Regions from separate parts of the Sus scrofa genome. Here region 1 is linked to region 2. A link is a contact called in public Hi-C data. All regions are on one chromosome and are shown on one strand. Each heading gives the region's core, a stretch centred on a gene start, on an enhancer-like site or on the middle of the called end of the contact. The rest is flanking DNA. Distances are from core to core; before and after follow the strand shown. Region 1 overlaps PTPRN (receptor-type tyrosine-protein phosphatase-like N). Region 2 holds the start of ZFAND2B (AN1-type zinc finger protein 2B).

Evidence for each region. Hi-C and Micro-C count contacts between places; a contact is called where the count stands out from the background.
Region 1: a contact with region 2 is called in a Hi-C map of liver, with 2.5 times the contacts expected there. The contact joins the enhancer-like site here to the promoter of ZFAND2B in region 2. A contact is called at or near these places in 2 of 5 promoter capture datasets (fetal skeletal muscle and liver), 4 of 47 Hi-C or Micro-C datasets (fetal liver, heart right ventricle, liver and 1 more) and 2 of 2 datasets of contacts at active chromatin or transcription factors (alveolar macrophages and skeletal muscle).

The regions. Positions count from the first base shown.
Region 1 is chr15:121,332,725-121,339,985 of Sscrofa11.1, forward strand. It overlaps PTPRN (receptor-type tyrosine-protein phosphatase-like N), which reads right to left. Exons shown (of 24, transcript XM_003133669.4): 9 at 6,965-7,103; 10 at 6,830-6,962; 11 at 6,571-6,657; 12 at 6,162-6,241; 13 at 5,929-5,993; 14 at 5,056-5,274; 15 at 4,141-4,341; 16 at 3,896-4,043; 17 at 3,661-3,734; 18 at 3,345-3,422; 19 at 3,130-3,249; 20 at 2,231-2,397. It overlaps DNAJB2 (dnaJ homolog subfamily B member 2), which reads left to right. Exons shown (of 11, transcript XM_021074972.1): 11 at 3,146-3,203. The coding sequence ends at 3,188. Among named protein-coding and RNA genes, the nearest start is that of PTPRN, 13 kb to the right of the region's middle. Within about 2 kb of position 5,782, at least 5 of the 83 cell types and tissues checked have an H3K27ac peak or open chromatin away from gene starts, as enhancers often do. A contact at or near this core is called in fetal liver and liver, where this site is marked.
Region 2 is chr15:121,240,862-121,248,225 of Sscrofa11.1, forward strand. ZFAND2B (AN1-type zinc finger protein 2B) reads left to right here and starts at 2,255. Exons shown (of 10, transcript XM_001927706.4): 1 at 2,255-2,355; 2 at 2,488-2,559; 3 at 2,815-2,909; 4 at 3,151-3,282; 5 at 3,399-3,556; 6 at 3,815-3,910; 7 at 3,986-4,046; 8 at 4,128-4,195; 9 at 4,536-4,608; 10 at 4,839-5,214. The coding sequence starts at 2,505. The coding sequence ends at 4,883. It overlaps ABCB6 (ATP-binding cassette sub-family B member 6, mitochondrial), which reads right to left. Exons shown (of 20, transcript XM_005672225.3): 14 at 7,364; 15 at 7,078-7,182; 16 at 6,483-6,657; 17 at 6,226-6,338; 18 at 5,915-6,009; 19 at 5,776-5,844; 20 at 5,319-5,593. The coding sequence ends at 5,485.

The DNA of each region.
Region 1 (7,261 bases), core at 4,532-7,031, 95 kb after region 2:
GTAGACTCCAATAGTTTTCCAGGAGACCACGTGGTTTTCTAGCACATTGGCTAGTACATCAGGGCTGGAGTGGAACAGAAGTTGCGACAATGGTTCCTGATCGTTTAATTATAATGACAATAAATGGTATTTAGACTTCATAGAGCCCTTGCTGTGTGCCAGGCACTTCAAGCAGATTTTCTAGACTTTATGCTGTTGACTTTTGTAACAACGCCCTAAAGTATGGGTCCTCATCCTCATTTCACAGGTAAGGAAACGGATGGAGGTCCAGGCCTTGCTCAGAGTCACTTTCTAGGACTTAAAAGTTATTTTATCTTCCCTCTGGTAGACCTTCACCAAACTGTATTTATTAAGCAGCAATTAATTTATGCTGGGTGTCTAATGCCAACTGAGTTTACATAATTCCAGCCTAAAGCACAGAAATACAACCTTTTGGCTTACCTGTGCAGCCTTAAAACAGGTCCATGCACTAGTTCTATAAAGATTTTTAAAATGGGGAAAATATAAAAGCTCTGATACCTGGTGTTGCTTTTGAGAAGGCTGTACCTCAGCCCTGGGGACCCCAGTTAGAAACCATTGTCCTGAGGCTCAGAAACTACCCCAGGTTCCCACCCACACTCTGCTCCTCTGCTCTTGGCCCAGTGCCTAGAGACCTCAGGCCAGCCTGGCAAGGGGCAGAAAAGCAGGAGGAGGCCACCGGGTGGGTGAGGCCCCTGCCATTTCTCAGCCACCTGTTGGGGGCCAGTGGGGGGCGTGCACAGGCAGGAGATGCTGGAAGCCTGGCCCAGTCATGGTTTCAGCGTCAGAACAGGTCAAGTCCCTCCATTAGCTTTTGGTTCCAGCCTCCACGTGGTTCCACTGAGTGCCCAAGAATCCAGAGATCCTTCTGGACTCCCTTTGATAGTAGTATCTGTCCCTTTCCTGAGTGTCCCCCCACCCACCAGCCCCTGGCTCTCCCGGCAGGCTTCAGGGTGGTGGTCCCTGGGCCCACACGTCCTCATGTCCTGTCCATGCAGCGGCCACACCTGCCAATGATCACTTTTGTGACTATGCAACTGGAGTGAGAATACTAGCTGCAGATCACAAAAATGACGCTGGCAGCTGTGAGAGAGAGAGAGGAGGGAGGGGACAGAGAGGGGAGACAGGCAGAGGGAGGGGGAGACAGAGAGACAGGCATACATAGGCAGAGGTGGGAGAGAGGTGAAGAGACGGAGCGGGAGAAGGGACAGAGAGAGGCACAGAGAGAAGGACATGAGGTTGGAGGGTAAGAGGGAGACAGACTGTGAGACAGTGATGGAGAAAGACGTGCTGGAGAGGGAGGGTGGGGGAGAGAGAAGAGGGAAGGAAAGGAGGGAAAGAGAAGCAGAGGGAGAGATGGAAAGAGGCAAAGAGTCACAGAGGGATAAAGAAGCGGGACGGCGGGTGGAGCGAGGGACCGCAAGGGGGCAGCAGACACAGGGATCAGTGTTGGACACCTGGAAGGCAGGCTGGTCAGGAGGAAACAGGAGGGGCCAAGGGGACCGAGAGAAGGAGAGAGTTAGAAATAAGGTGAGCCCTTCTTGTGGGGAAGGGTCTTATGGAGAAAGAAGGCGGAGTTCCCGTCCTGGCGCAGCGGAAACGTATCCGACTAGGAACCATGAGGTTGCGGGTTCGATCCCTGGCCTTGCTCAGTGGGTTAAGGATCTGGTGTTGCCGTGAGCTGTGGTGTAGGTCGCAGATGCGGCTCGGATCTGGCGTTGCTGTGGCTGTGGTGTAGGCCGGCGGCTACAGCTGCGATTAGACCCCTAGCCTGAGAACATCCATATGCTGCAGGTGCTGCCCCAGAAAAGACAAAAAAAAAAAAAAAAAAAAAAAAAAAAAAAGGGGGGGGGAAGAGGGCAAGAGAGGGAGGAGACAGAGAGCTGGATCACAGCGGTGGTGGAGAAATGGGCACAGCGAGACAATCCGTCAGTCTTGGTTTGGGTGGGAGGTGTGGGGGGTCTGGAAGGGAGCTCCAGGAAGTCAGAGTCAGTTCTGGTTTGAGGGTGTCTAGAAGGGGGCGTTGGTGGACCAGATGCCAAGGCTTCAGGTCAGACTAAAGGGCCTGACTAACATACCTGGGGCCCGTGGAGGAGCTGAGGGGCTGGGAGATCGTGGGACTCCCGACACCTCCAAGCCTGTGAGCCTCTCTTCCCGCTCTTCGGAGCCTCCCTTGGGGCCACCCCACCGCCCAGGCGCTGGGGATGCTCACCTGCGGAAGTCCAGCAAGGGCCGGGTGGAGGCCGGGGTGCCCTCTGCCGGCCAGCTGAGGAAGTGGAACTGCGTGAGCGTGCGCGTCTCCTGGGTCTGCACGTTCTTCAGGTAGAAGCTCCGCACCAGGAAGTCTTCGCACCAGATGTGCTCCGACACTAGGTTCACCTGCCGAGGAGGGGGAGCAGGTCTGAGCGGGCAGGGCCTCTCAAATCCTCCCACATCCTCCCGGCCTCCCAGGCCAGTCAAATTCTACATCCTCCAGGAAGCTTACCTGACCTCCTGCCCCAATAGTCCCAGCTGTCCCCCCCAAACCCTAGCTGTCTGTGTCACTGGGCTACTGCTCAGGACAACTGGGAGCTTTTCTATCTAGACACAACTATTGTGAGCTTTTTGATATCAGAGTTTCTCCTTCCTCTTCCGAACAGAATCTAGCTAAATGTCTGTGCTACACACACGATACGTTTTGATAAAATTCTGTACTTTTGATTTTCTTTCTTTAACCATAAATGAGACTAATTTTTAAAAAATTAAAAGAGCAGGCGTTCCCGTCATGGTGCAGAGGAAACGGATCCGACTAGGAACCATGAGGTTGCGGGTTCGATCCCTGGCCTTGCTCAGTGGGTTAAGGATCTGGCATTGCCGTGAGCTGTGGTGTAAGTCACAGATGCAGCTCAGATGCAGTGGTGCTGTGGGTGTAGTGTAGGTCAGCAGCTGTAGCTCCGATTTGACCCCTAGCCTGGGAACCTCCACGTGCTGCAGGTGTGGCCCTAAAACAAACAAAGTAGTCATGAAATGAATGTCTGTGTGTACACGTGGGTTTATGTACAGGCATATTCACATGTGTGAATGGTGTACCATCCGCTCTCCCCTCTCCCATTGACTCCTTGTCTCGCTGACCTCATACACATGGTAGAGGGAAGAGCCTTCATCTGGCCAGTAGCGGTCGCACTGCTTGACGCCATCCTCCACCAGCGGGGTCAGCATGACAATGACGGTGCAGCCACTCTCCCACACCATCTAGGGACAGAGACCCAGGTAAGCTCCATTCTAACCTCCTTGGCTGCCCATAAGGGCCCCTGATCCTGGGAGAAGCCCTCCCTCCAACAGCTCACCTGCCAGAAGTCTGCGATGGTGTGCGACAGCGGGCCCTGGGTGGCTATGTAGGCTGGCATCCGAGGGTCATGCTCAATCTGGGGGCAGGAAAGATACATCCTGAGCCAGAATGGGAATTGCCACTGTGGAGAGACTTGGTCAGAGGGAGCAGGCCGGGGGTCTGGGGGGTGCCTGAGAACCCCAGTTTCCATGCTAGGATATCAGGCCCACAATTCCAGGGCCTCGGGTGGGGTGGTGGTGACCCTTAAGGACATGGAGTCTATGGGGCCCGGATGAAAGCGGGGAGGAGGTGGGGGCTGGAGCCAGGCCACTCACAATGGGGCTGGCGTTGATGTAATCGCTCCGAGAAGGGCTGCTCTCCACCTTCAGCTTGATGCGAGCGTGGTCATCTGCACAGACCCCGCATCCCACCCCAGAGGCCCCTCCAGTCATTGGGGTCCTGGCACCTCTGCCGCTCAGCCTGAGCCAGGAGCCCAGTCCCTCCCCCAAGCCCATCAGAGCTCCCAGCAGACAGAGAGCTGGGCTGGGTGGGCCAGCAGAACTCACTCACAGGGCAGGAAGTCAGGGTGGCGGTTCTTTTTGATGTTGCCCTCCCCCTGGGCGGTGGCACAGCTGTTGGGCTCCGCTTGGTAGGCACACAGGGCCTGCCACTCTTTGGCCAAGCGGTCCCGGTTCCGCAGATGGTCCTCCATGTATGCCTGCAGGAACACCACAGCCTGGCGCTGGCCCCCCCCGACCTGCCATGTCCCTCCTGCCCTCCTGTCCCCTCACCCCACGCCCACACCCTCTCCTGACCAGAATCATGTGTCCCGTGGAGATGTCCATGTTGGCCTGGGCGGGCTCCTCGCACCAGGACGGTGTGCTGCTGTGGGAGCTGGGGCTGGCCTGGGCCGCGTCGCTGAACTGCGAGGACACGCTGCTCACCCGAGAAGGCTCCGGTGGACCCTCTGCCCGGTTGAACAGGGACTTTGAGGCCATGTGCTGGCGGCACAGGTCCTGCAGAAGAAGGATCGGGCACGGCCCAAGGTCCCCTGAAGCCTTTTCAACAGAGTCCTGAGCTCAGTTCAACAGAGTCCCTGGACTTGTCCTTGATTGATTTTTTTTTTTTTTTTGCTTTTTAGGGCCACACCCACGGCATAAGGAAGTTCCCAGGCTAGTGGCCGAATCAGAGCTGCAGCTGCCAGCCTATATCACCACCACAGCAACCCCAGATGCAAGCCACATCTGTGACCTGTGCCGCAGCACACGGCAATGCTGGATCCTTAACCCACTGAGCGAGGCCAGGGACTGAACCCGAATCCTCGTGGATGCTAGTTGGGTTTGTTACTGCTGACCATAGCAGGAACTCCATCCTTGATTGATTCTGAATGGACCCATCTCCTCCAGGGTAGGGTCTTCTGCCCTGGCTCTCATCCTTTTCAGGGCTATACTGCTTGGGTGGTGCCTATGGCAACCTCAGGTATTACAGAGCAGAATCCTAGAACCCCAGAATTGTAGCCTGGGAGAGAATTTCAGGAACCATCTGGTCCCAATTTCCATTCATTCCAAATCACCCCCACAAGACCCCCAGAGGGGCTTCTCCAGCCTCTGCCTGGACATTCCCAGGGATGGGCGCTCATTCCCACCCAATTCCCCACCCTTATCCCATGTGAGACCACTCTCCCAAGCCTTTCCACTCACTCTCATCAACAAGCTCTTAGGGATGCACACCTGGTACTCGAAGGTAGTGTCACCATGGGCGCCCTCAGGTCCCAGGGCGGCCAGGCGCTCCTTGTCCCGCTGCCGGGCATGCTGCCGCACACAGAGAGCCACTGCCAGGGCCACGAGCAGCCCGGCCACACCCGCCAGGGCCACCAGAGTGAGCAGCACGGAGCGCATGGGAGAGGGGCTGTGGACCGGTCGGGGAAGGACGGCGGCCGCCTCCTCCCTCTGTGGGAACAAGGTTATAGAATCAAGAGGGGCAGTGGCAGTGGTGGCGGTGGGAGGCATGGATTTAGCAGCAGCTTCTCACTCCTGTCCCTCGCCATACTCCCTGCGAGGGTATCTCCTGGGGCAGAGCTGGGAGGCAGGGGCAAGGTGGTACGGGCAGAAGGACTCAGATAGACCCGAGACCCTCATTCTCAATCCTCACTGGACCAAGTCAAGCACACTGCATTTCCAGAGACTTAGCAGGTGACCCTACCTAGGAGTTTGCATTTAAAAATGGATATCGAAAAATATAGCGAGATCCAAGGGGTCAAAGAGTAGAATGTGAGGCATCAGGGTTGGATGCCGAATAGAAACATATTTTGAGTTTAATGTCCTTTCTGTGTAAGGTTTCCCCTTCAAATTTAGAAACTTTGCTCCAGAAGATCTATGGACAGCTCAGGATAGGTCTTCCAGGCATGCTACCTTCCTACAGAAGGCTGGACCTACAGGGAGCAGGAGCCGCTGAGGTCATCTGCTGGTCATGTGGAGAACTGCATGGGGAGGGCTGCTTTGGCAAAGTGGTGGACCAGCCAGATATATTTCAGCTCCTGCTCGCCTGTCAAGTTTGCCTTCATCTCTAGTGGGGCTTTGAATGACTCTCCAGTGAGCTCATACCTGTCCCACTCCTGTCTGCAAGATCTGGAGCCCCGTCTGTGCTTCCAGTTCAGATTTCACCAGTCCTGCAGGGAGGCCGAAGGTCAGACTCTCTCCAGCCCCGTGTGGTCTCCACCCCATGTCATGCTCTGCCAGGGAGCAGGCAGGACCCATGTGGGCTGGGACTATTTCAATGGGCGCATCAGCCACAGGCCTGGGTATATTCTATTAGGGCTGGGCCAGGAAGTATTTACCAGCTTGCTGGGTCACATCAGCCAAAGACAGGTTCTGTTCATTGTGCCGGATACGGAAGGTAAGGGCTGGTCCCACGACACTGCCGAAGAGGAGGTATGTTACCGCCTCACCAGCCACAGACCCCAGATTCAAAGTGAGAGGTCCACTCTGGCCCTCTCCCCATTAGAAGATGGGGCTAAAACCAATCAGAGGTGCCATACAGGGGTGTTTGAGGCTGGGGAGATACCAGATTGGGTCAGCAGCAGGACTAAATGTGGTTGTACCTTCAGTGCAGCTGCAAATATCTTTGACCCGACCTTGGCCCTTTACCCAGAGCTTGTCCTACCCTCCTTCTCTGAGACCCTCCAGCCACCTCCCCCATCAAGCTACCTGCAAGATCCCTGCTGCCCAGCCAGGTACCAGCCCCACCTGATGTTGATGAAGCTGCCTGAGGACATGTGCACGTGCTCAGCCAGGATCTCCAGCAGCTTCACTCCTGCTGCCAGACTCAGGGGCCTGGAGGTGGGGAGGAGGAAGACAGACGCCAGTGGGGACTCTCTTGGCCACCCCCCACCCACCCCCACCCCCCGTCTACTTCACATCTGCACTTCTGCTCTCTGCTTCCTGCCAGGCAGGCCACCCTGACCCTCCAGGGGACTGGGAGGCTGCCCCAGGCCAGAGCCCTTACTTCTGGTCGGTAACAATGTAGCCATATTCCTCTGATGATGGCCGAGCTGAGGGCTGCCCTGCTGCCGTGGGCTGGCTCTGGCCCAGTGAACTTTTCTTCTCCAGCAGGATGGGTGTGGCAGGGGGGCTGGCCGTTTGGGAGGCTCAGAGGATCCAGAGCTCAGGTCCTGCTGGGCTTTATTGGAGGTGGGACCAGCAGTGGGGGATCCAGGCAGGGAGGGTGTGACAGGTGGAGGCTCGGCTGTGTCTATGCTCTGCACCTGCTCCTCCATTGTCTGCTAAGGAATGAGGCGAGAGGTATGGTCTCTGGACAGTGGAGGCGCTGGGGGCAGGGGGTCCACACCCCGGACCCTGAGCTCCCACAGGGGCACTTAGGACTTGTTTCTCTTTCTATCCCCACGTCCAGGTTAGCACTGGGTACAGAAAGGCATCC
Region 2 (7,364 bases), core at 1,005-3,504:
AGAACATCAATTCGGTGACTCCTTAGTATCATTCAATAAATAGTGAACAGGAGTTCCCGTCGTGGCTCAGTGGTTCACGAATCCGACTAGGAACCATGAGTGGCGGGTTCGCTCCCTGGCCTTGCTCAGTGGGTTGAGGATCCGGCGTTGCTGTGAGCTGTGGTGTAGGTTGCAGATGCGGCTCGGATCCCGAGTTGCTGTGGCTCTGGAGTAGGCCAGTGGCTACAGCTCCCATTTGACCCCTAGCCTGGGAACCTCCGTATGCCGCGGGAGTGACCATAGAAATGGCGAAAAGACCAAAAAATGAAAAAAAATAAAAAATTTAAAAAAAGCTTCAAGAAATAGTGAACAAGCATTCAGAATATTCTAGGCATCTTTTCTAAAGTGTATGGAGTTCCAGTCATGGCTCAATGGTAACAAACCCTACTAGTATCCATGATGTGGGTTCAATCCCTGGCCTCTCTCAGGGGGTTAAGGATCCCACGTTGCCGTGAGCTGTGGTGTAGGTCGCAGACGCAGCTTGGATCTGGTGTTGCTGTGGCTGTGATGTAGGCGGGTAGCTACAGCTCCAATTAGACCCCTAGCCTGAGAACTTCCATATGCTGTGAGTGGGGCCCTAAAAAGGCAAAAAAAAAAGTGTAGTACACGGACAATCTTTGTCACAATTCTCTCTTATGCTTCCTATTGAGAAGGCCGTGGGGCTCAGGAATCTGCTTTTTTAAAAAAAATTATAAAAATAACTTAATTATTGAAGTAGAGTTGATTTACAGTATCGTGTTAGTTTCAGATTAAAGCATTTGATCAGTTATACATATACGTACACATATGTGTATATATATAAAATTCTTCAGATTCTCTTCCCTTGTAAATTATTACAAAATACTGAGTGCTGTTCCCTGCTATACAGTAGGTCCTTTTTGGTTATCTTTTTTTTTTTTTTTTTTTGTCTTTTTGCCATTTCTTGGGCCACTCCCACGGCATATGGAGGTTCCCAGGCTAGGGGGTCCAATTGGAGCTACAGCTGTGGGCCTACACCACAGCCACAGCCACGATAGATCCGAGCAGTGGCTTCGACTTACATCACAGCTCACGGCAATGCCAGATCCTTAATCCACTAAGCGAGGCCAGGGATGGAACCTGAAACCTCATGGTTCCTAGTCAGATTCGTTTCTGCTGTGCCACGATGGGAACTCCTACTTTTTAATTTTATTGTGACCACACATGGCATGGAGAAGTTCCCAATCGGGGACAGAACCCAGACCACAGCAGTGACCCGAGCCACAGGAGTGACAAGGCTGGGTTCCACTGAGCCACCAGGGAACTCAGATAAATTGGTATTTTAAACTAGTTCTGTAGGTGACTCAGATTTACGTTGATGTCTGAAAACCACACAGTTCCAGGGACTGTGCTGGGTGCTGGGGTCTAACACAATGCAAGGTACTTGGTCCCTAACTTCCCAGTATATTTATTGAGGTGGTGGGGAAGTGAGGGAACAGCTGATCACAGTAAGGTGGTAGGGTGGTGCTAGAACAGAACCAGGGAGACCACAAAAGAGATGAGCTTAGCTCAAACTGGGGAGAATCATAGAAATCGTACAGGAAAGGCATGGAAACTAAACCTGGAGGGAGTTCCCATTGTGTCTCAGTGGGTTAAGAGCCCCACTAGTATCCATAAGGATGCAGGTTGGATCCCTAGCCTTGCTCAGTGGGTTAAGGATCCGGGTTGCCCCAAGCTGTGTGGTAGGTCTCAAATTCGGACCTGGCGTTGCTCTTGGCATAAGCCGGCAGCTGCAGCTCCCATTTGACCCCCTGGACTGGGAACTTCCATAACCCACAGGTGCGCCTTCTCCCACCCCCCAAAAAAGAAAGGAAGAAACTAAACCTGGAGGAGCTACAGCTCTGGAAAGAAAATCTGTACTTCAGAGAAACAGGAAGTCGTCAGCTCGAGTTGAATAAGTACAGCAGTGGCCCTGAACCAAATGGCTATGGGGAAGGTGTAAACAGCAGGTGAAGGACCCAATCGTGAAAGACCCAACCGTGAAAGACCCCAAACTACCCCAGCCCTCCAGAATGTCAAGCGTCCTAGCCTTCGCCGGCCCCTTCTCCCCTAGTGGAGCCAGACCCGCGCCCTGGGTCGCCAACTCATGCCGGGCCACCCACTAGAACGTCCAAGACCAACTATCCAGCTCCCTGCCCGGGGGAGGGAGCCCAGTGGGGCGGGGATCTGCTCTACGGGACGCTCCCCCGCCCCCCGGGAGGCTGAGCTGGTCGTGCCCGCCCTGCGCGATGACGTCAGCACGCCCGCTCGCGCCAGGGGAGGAGTGGGAGCTGCGGCCCGGGAGGTGCTGAGGCTCCGGTAACCCGGGCTGGGCGGGGGAGAGGAAGGGGCGGGACAGGGAGCCCCCCACCTAAGAGTGGGGCTCGCGGTTCGGACCCGGAAGGGGAGCCCGAGAGTTGCTCAGCCTCTCTCTCCTTTCCACCCGAGCAGCCCCGCCCGGCCCGGCGATGGAGTTTCCGGACCTGGGGGCTCACTGTTCGGAGCCGAGCTGTCAGCGCTTGGGTGAGGGGGTGAGGGGCGGAGCCTGCGGGGGGCGGGGCGGGCAGAGGGGCTAGAAACTGCGGAAAGGGTGAGCTCCAGGGCCAGAAGTGCCAGAGGGCGTGGCTCGGAGTTGGGGGCGTGGCTAAGGAGGCTGTGGACTGGGTTGCAGTGCGTTGCCAAGTACCGTAGCGTTTTCCCTCCCCGGGTGGAAGGCTTGAGTGAGCGGGAACGACATCGAGGTCCCGCTGGACCTGCAACCCGACCCACTTCCTGCAGATTTTCTGCCGCTTAAGTGTGACGCCTGCTCGGGCATTTTCTGCGCAGACCATGTGGCCTATGCCCAGCATCACTGTGCATCCGCTTACCAAAAGGTGAGGGGGCGGTCTGAGGGAGAGGGGCGGTCTGAGAGTGAAAGGGGGTGGGGGGGTTGAGGATGCCTACAGAATCTCCTTAATCCCTCTGCCTTCCATTTCCTCTCCTTTCTGAGGCTCAGTGCGGGGAACGTCGTATTTCCTTTTGTATTGATGGGGGGCATATCCAGGTTCTTTCAGGACTGGGGATTTGGCTGCACTGGTAGTAAGCCACAGACTGACTCTTTCTCCCTAACTCTAGGACATCCAGGTACCTGTATGCCCACTTTGTAACGTGCCTGTACCTGTGGCCAGAGGAGAGCCCCCTGACCGTGCTGTTGGGGAGCACATTGACCGAGACTGTCGCTCTGATCCAGCTCAGCAAAAACGTAAGGTAAGTGTTGGAGGGTCAGCTGGGCCTACAGATGCCTAGAAACTTGAACGACTCTTAGGATGGGGTTGAAGGAGGATCAGAGTCTCAGCATAGACAATCCTTCCTACCCACCTCAGATCTTCACCAATAGATGTGAACGCTCTGGCTGCCGGCAGCGGGAAATGATGAAACTGACCTGTGAACGCTGTGGCCGAAACTTTTGCATCAAGCACCGTCACCCACTGGACCATGATTGCTCTGGGGAGGGGCACGGGCACCCAACTAGTAGGGCAGGGTAATCGCAACTGAGTCTTCTCTGCCTGCCTTTGGTCTGGGAACATCCTCTCCTTTTGGAACTGACTCAGCCTCTGTCATTATAGTTGGGACGCTTCACCCTGTCCCTTTTGGCTAGGGGAGTCCTTTATTTCCTTTTCAAGTGCATGCTTTCCTGACCTTTCGGCGGAGCTCCCCTCCTGACTTCTGGGTCAGGCCTTGGAGGAGCATGCAAGCTGGCTGTGCCTGGAGGCATGCCAAGAGTGTCTCTTCCCTGCAGACTTGCTGCCATCTCCAGAGCACAAAGCCTAGCTGCTTCTGCAAAGACCATCCCCAGCCCAAACCAGACCTTGCCTTCATCTACCTCTGCCAGCAGGTAAGCCTACCTCTTTCCCCTTCCCCCTTCCTCCCTTCACAGCTCTGACCTCAGCCTCTTGAATGTTTGCCGTAGAGCCACAACCCAGTCTCCATCCCGGACCACCCCTCCAGTGATCGCTTTGCAGAATGGCTTGGTGAGTCGGGCAGAGGTTAGGTGGACCGAAGCAAGTCCAGAGTAAAGTCGGAGGCAACTGGTCTTATTTTTCTGTTTGCAGAGTGAGGATGAGGCTCTGCAGCGAGCCCTGGAGCTCTCCCTGGCAGAGACCAAACCCCAGGTCCCAAGGTACCTGCTCTCAGGTGAAAAGGGGGCGGGATGTGGGTAAGGGCTCCATTTGGAGGTAGGTAGGTGGGCCCACTCTCAGCTGATGCAGAATAATAGGAACTTGGACTCAGAATGAAGCTTTTGAACTGTATGGCCTTTGACAAGTTCTTTAACCCATTAGGGTCTTAATTTCCCCTATAAAATGGGGACAGTATTCCTCCTTACCTTGTAGGGTTGCTCTGAAAATTGATAGAAAACTCAGAAGTGCTCCCAACAGTGATGCTGTTTTAGATACTGTCTAAAGATACATTAGATACATTTTAGATACTGTCATCCAGCTGAAGCTGTTCCTCCCTCCCAGTTCTCAGGAGGAAGAAGATTTAGCTTTAGCACAAGCACTATCAGCCAGCGAGGCAGAATACCGACAGCAGCAGGTATGAGGAGGGGGTGGAGACACGGCCTGTGCTGGGAGGAAGTCAGGAGTTTATGGGGCTGGGGAGGGGGGGGGAGGGTGTTCTCCCAAGGGGTAGTGTTTGGAAGGATGGTTATCCTTTGGTTTTCACTATGACTCCAGCCCATGCTGAGCTCTGCACTGAGGACTGTCCACCCTCATTTTCCTGACGCCGCTCCCTGTCTTCCTCTCCTTTCCCTCCTCTTGCTCCAGGCTCAAAGCCGCAGCTTGAAGCCGTCCAACTGCACCCTGTGCTAGGGCCTTGGGCTTGGGGAGGGAGGCTCAGCTGAGGAGGACTGTGGCCCTCGTACCTCTAGGGTCCACAGGGAGAGGAGGCCCAGAGCAGCCTGGAGTGAAGACGAGGAGCAGTGTCGTGGAGGGCGTCTCCAGGGATCACCGGGAGAAACAGCTTGTGGAGCTGAGCCTACAGGTGGCTTTGCTGCCTCTCCAGCTGCGTGGGAGAGAGCAGCCTGGAACTGCTCCCCGGCTGGGCCTTGCATCTTACTCCCCAAACACTGGAGCAGCCCCGAAGTGCAGGGGGCAGGCGGGGGTGCCGAGAACGAATAAAGGATCTTGGCAGCCAAGGAGACATCAGAGTGGTGTGTTTCTTTCTCAGTGTGTCCTGTCAAGAATGCTCACCTGACCTAAGGGTAGAGGCCCGTTGCAGCTGCCCACACCACAGAGTCACAGGGCTCTCAGCACAGTCCACGCTTTTATTTCCCCCAAAAGTCCTTTTTGAAAGGCCCTTTCCCTCACCACAGCTAGCACCAAGACCAGAATGAAATATGGCAGGGAAAAGGGCTGAAATGGATTTCCCTCCAGGTTATCCTCGGAAGGGAAATGGCCACGACCATGGTCATCATGTCTTAGCCTTGGACTTGGTGTCTTCAGAGACTTCGTCTTGTCCCTGCTGCTGTAGCTGCCACATGTCAGCATACACACCACCTTGGGACAACAGAGCCTCATGCCTGGGGCAAGGAGAAAAATCTAAGTCCCAACCAACCATTGGTTTATCCCAAGAGTCCTCCCCACAAGCCTGTGAAAACAGGGCACTGGCAAGGGGGAACTTCCAGAAACCCCTGGGATTCCACCTTTTTCTGGGGCCCCGGATTCAGAGGCCCTTCCCTGTCCATCCCGCCGTGCCCCTTACCGTCCTCTCTCCACAATGCAGCCATCCTTGATGACAAGGATCTGGTCGGCACTGATCACGGTCGAGAGCCTGAGTGGTCAGACATGAGTCACCCACCATGCCACCGAGGCGGGCCCCCGCCGCCTGCCGCCCACCGTACCTGTGCGCCACAACGATGGTGGTGCGGTTGGCACAGACTTTGGCCAGAGAGGCTTGGATGGCCCTCTCGTTAGATGTATCCAGTGCGGACGTTGCCTACAGAGAGGGACGGGATCAGAGTGCCCCTGGCACCCAAATCCCCGCGACAGGGGGGCAGGGGGAGAGGCCAGCTGCTGGCTGGGGCCTTGGGAATCAAAAAGAGTCTTGTTTGGGCTTCACAGCTGTAAGGTGTTTTGGGGAGACATGGGTTTGTGACAGCAGCAAGGGCGGGGGAGGAAGGAGGGGAGTGGGCTGCCCAGGGAGGGCCCTCACCTCGTCCAGCAGAACGATGTGCGGAGCCTTGAGAATGGTGCGAGCGATGGCCACCCGCTGCTTCTCCCCACCGCTCAGCTTCAGCCCCCGCTCGCCCACCTGCGTCTCGTACCCTGTGGATATTGCCCGCCTCCCTCAAATCACATGTAATCAAGTGGATCTCTTGTGACCAGATGGGCAAGGAAGGGATGGAACAGAGGTCAGAGGGAGTAACGGGACCAAACTGGGCAGGGGAGGGACTCCCCGCAGAGGCTGACCTTCTGGGAAAGCCATGATGGTGTCGTGGATGCCTGCAGCCTGAGCCGCAGCCTGCACCTCATCGTTCCCAGCTGTGACGCGGCCGTAGCGGATGTTGTTGGCGATGGTGTCGTTGAAGAGGACAGTGTCCTGGGGCACGACTCCAATGTGAGACCGCAGAGACACCTGGGTCACCTGGGGCCAAAAGACCATATGCTCTGGCGTGTGAGATCCCACCAGGCCTGGAAGGTAGGCTGGGCTGGCGGGAAGCACAGGGCATGAGAGGCGCCGTGTGAGAATTCTGCCTCCATCTCCCCACACCTTAGCTGTGCAGGCAAATCACTTAACGTCTCTGTTGCCCCATCGACAGAAAGAAAATGCATTCTCTCCCTGCTTCCCCGGATTGCTGCAGCTCCTCGCACCCTGTGCGGCACCAAACAAATCACTCTCATGACGGCTTTCCTTCTGTAGGTCACATGCTGCTAAAGGCTGAGGTCTCCTGGCCTAGCTTTTGCCAGGGGTGACATCTCCACCCCCACTTCCCGGATGCCTAACACCTGCCATTCTGTCACTTATGGGCCCCTAAATTACAGGCTTTCTCCCAAGCATCCTTACCTGCGAAATGTCCTGCCCATCGATTCGGATGCAGCCAGAGGTGATGTCATAGAAGCGAAACAGCAAGCGCAAAATTGTGCTCTTCCCTGCTCCAGATGGGCCCACCTGGTGCATGAGAAAGAGGGGAAACGTTCTCAGGCCTGTGGGCTTTTCAGGTTTTCTCTCCAAGAGGCCACCAATGTCCTGGCTGCCACTTTCAAGCTAGTGGCCTGGTATGACAGGGCTCTCTGATCCCTGGGCCTGGGTCCCAAACTACCATGGGCACTGGAATAAGGGAAGCTCATACC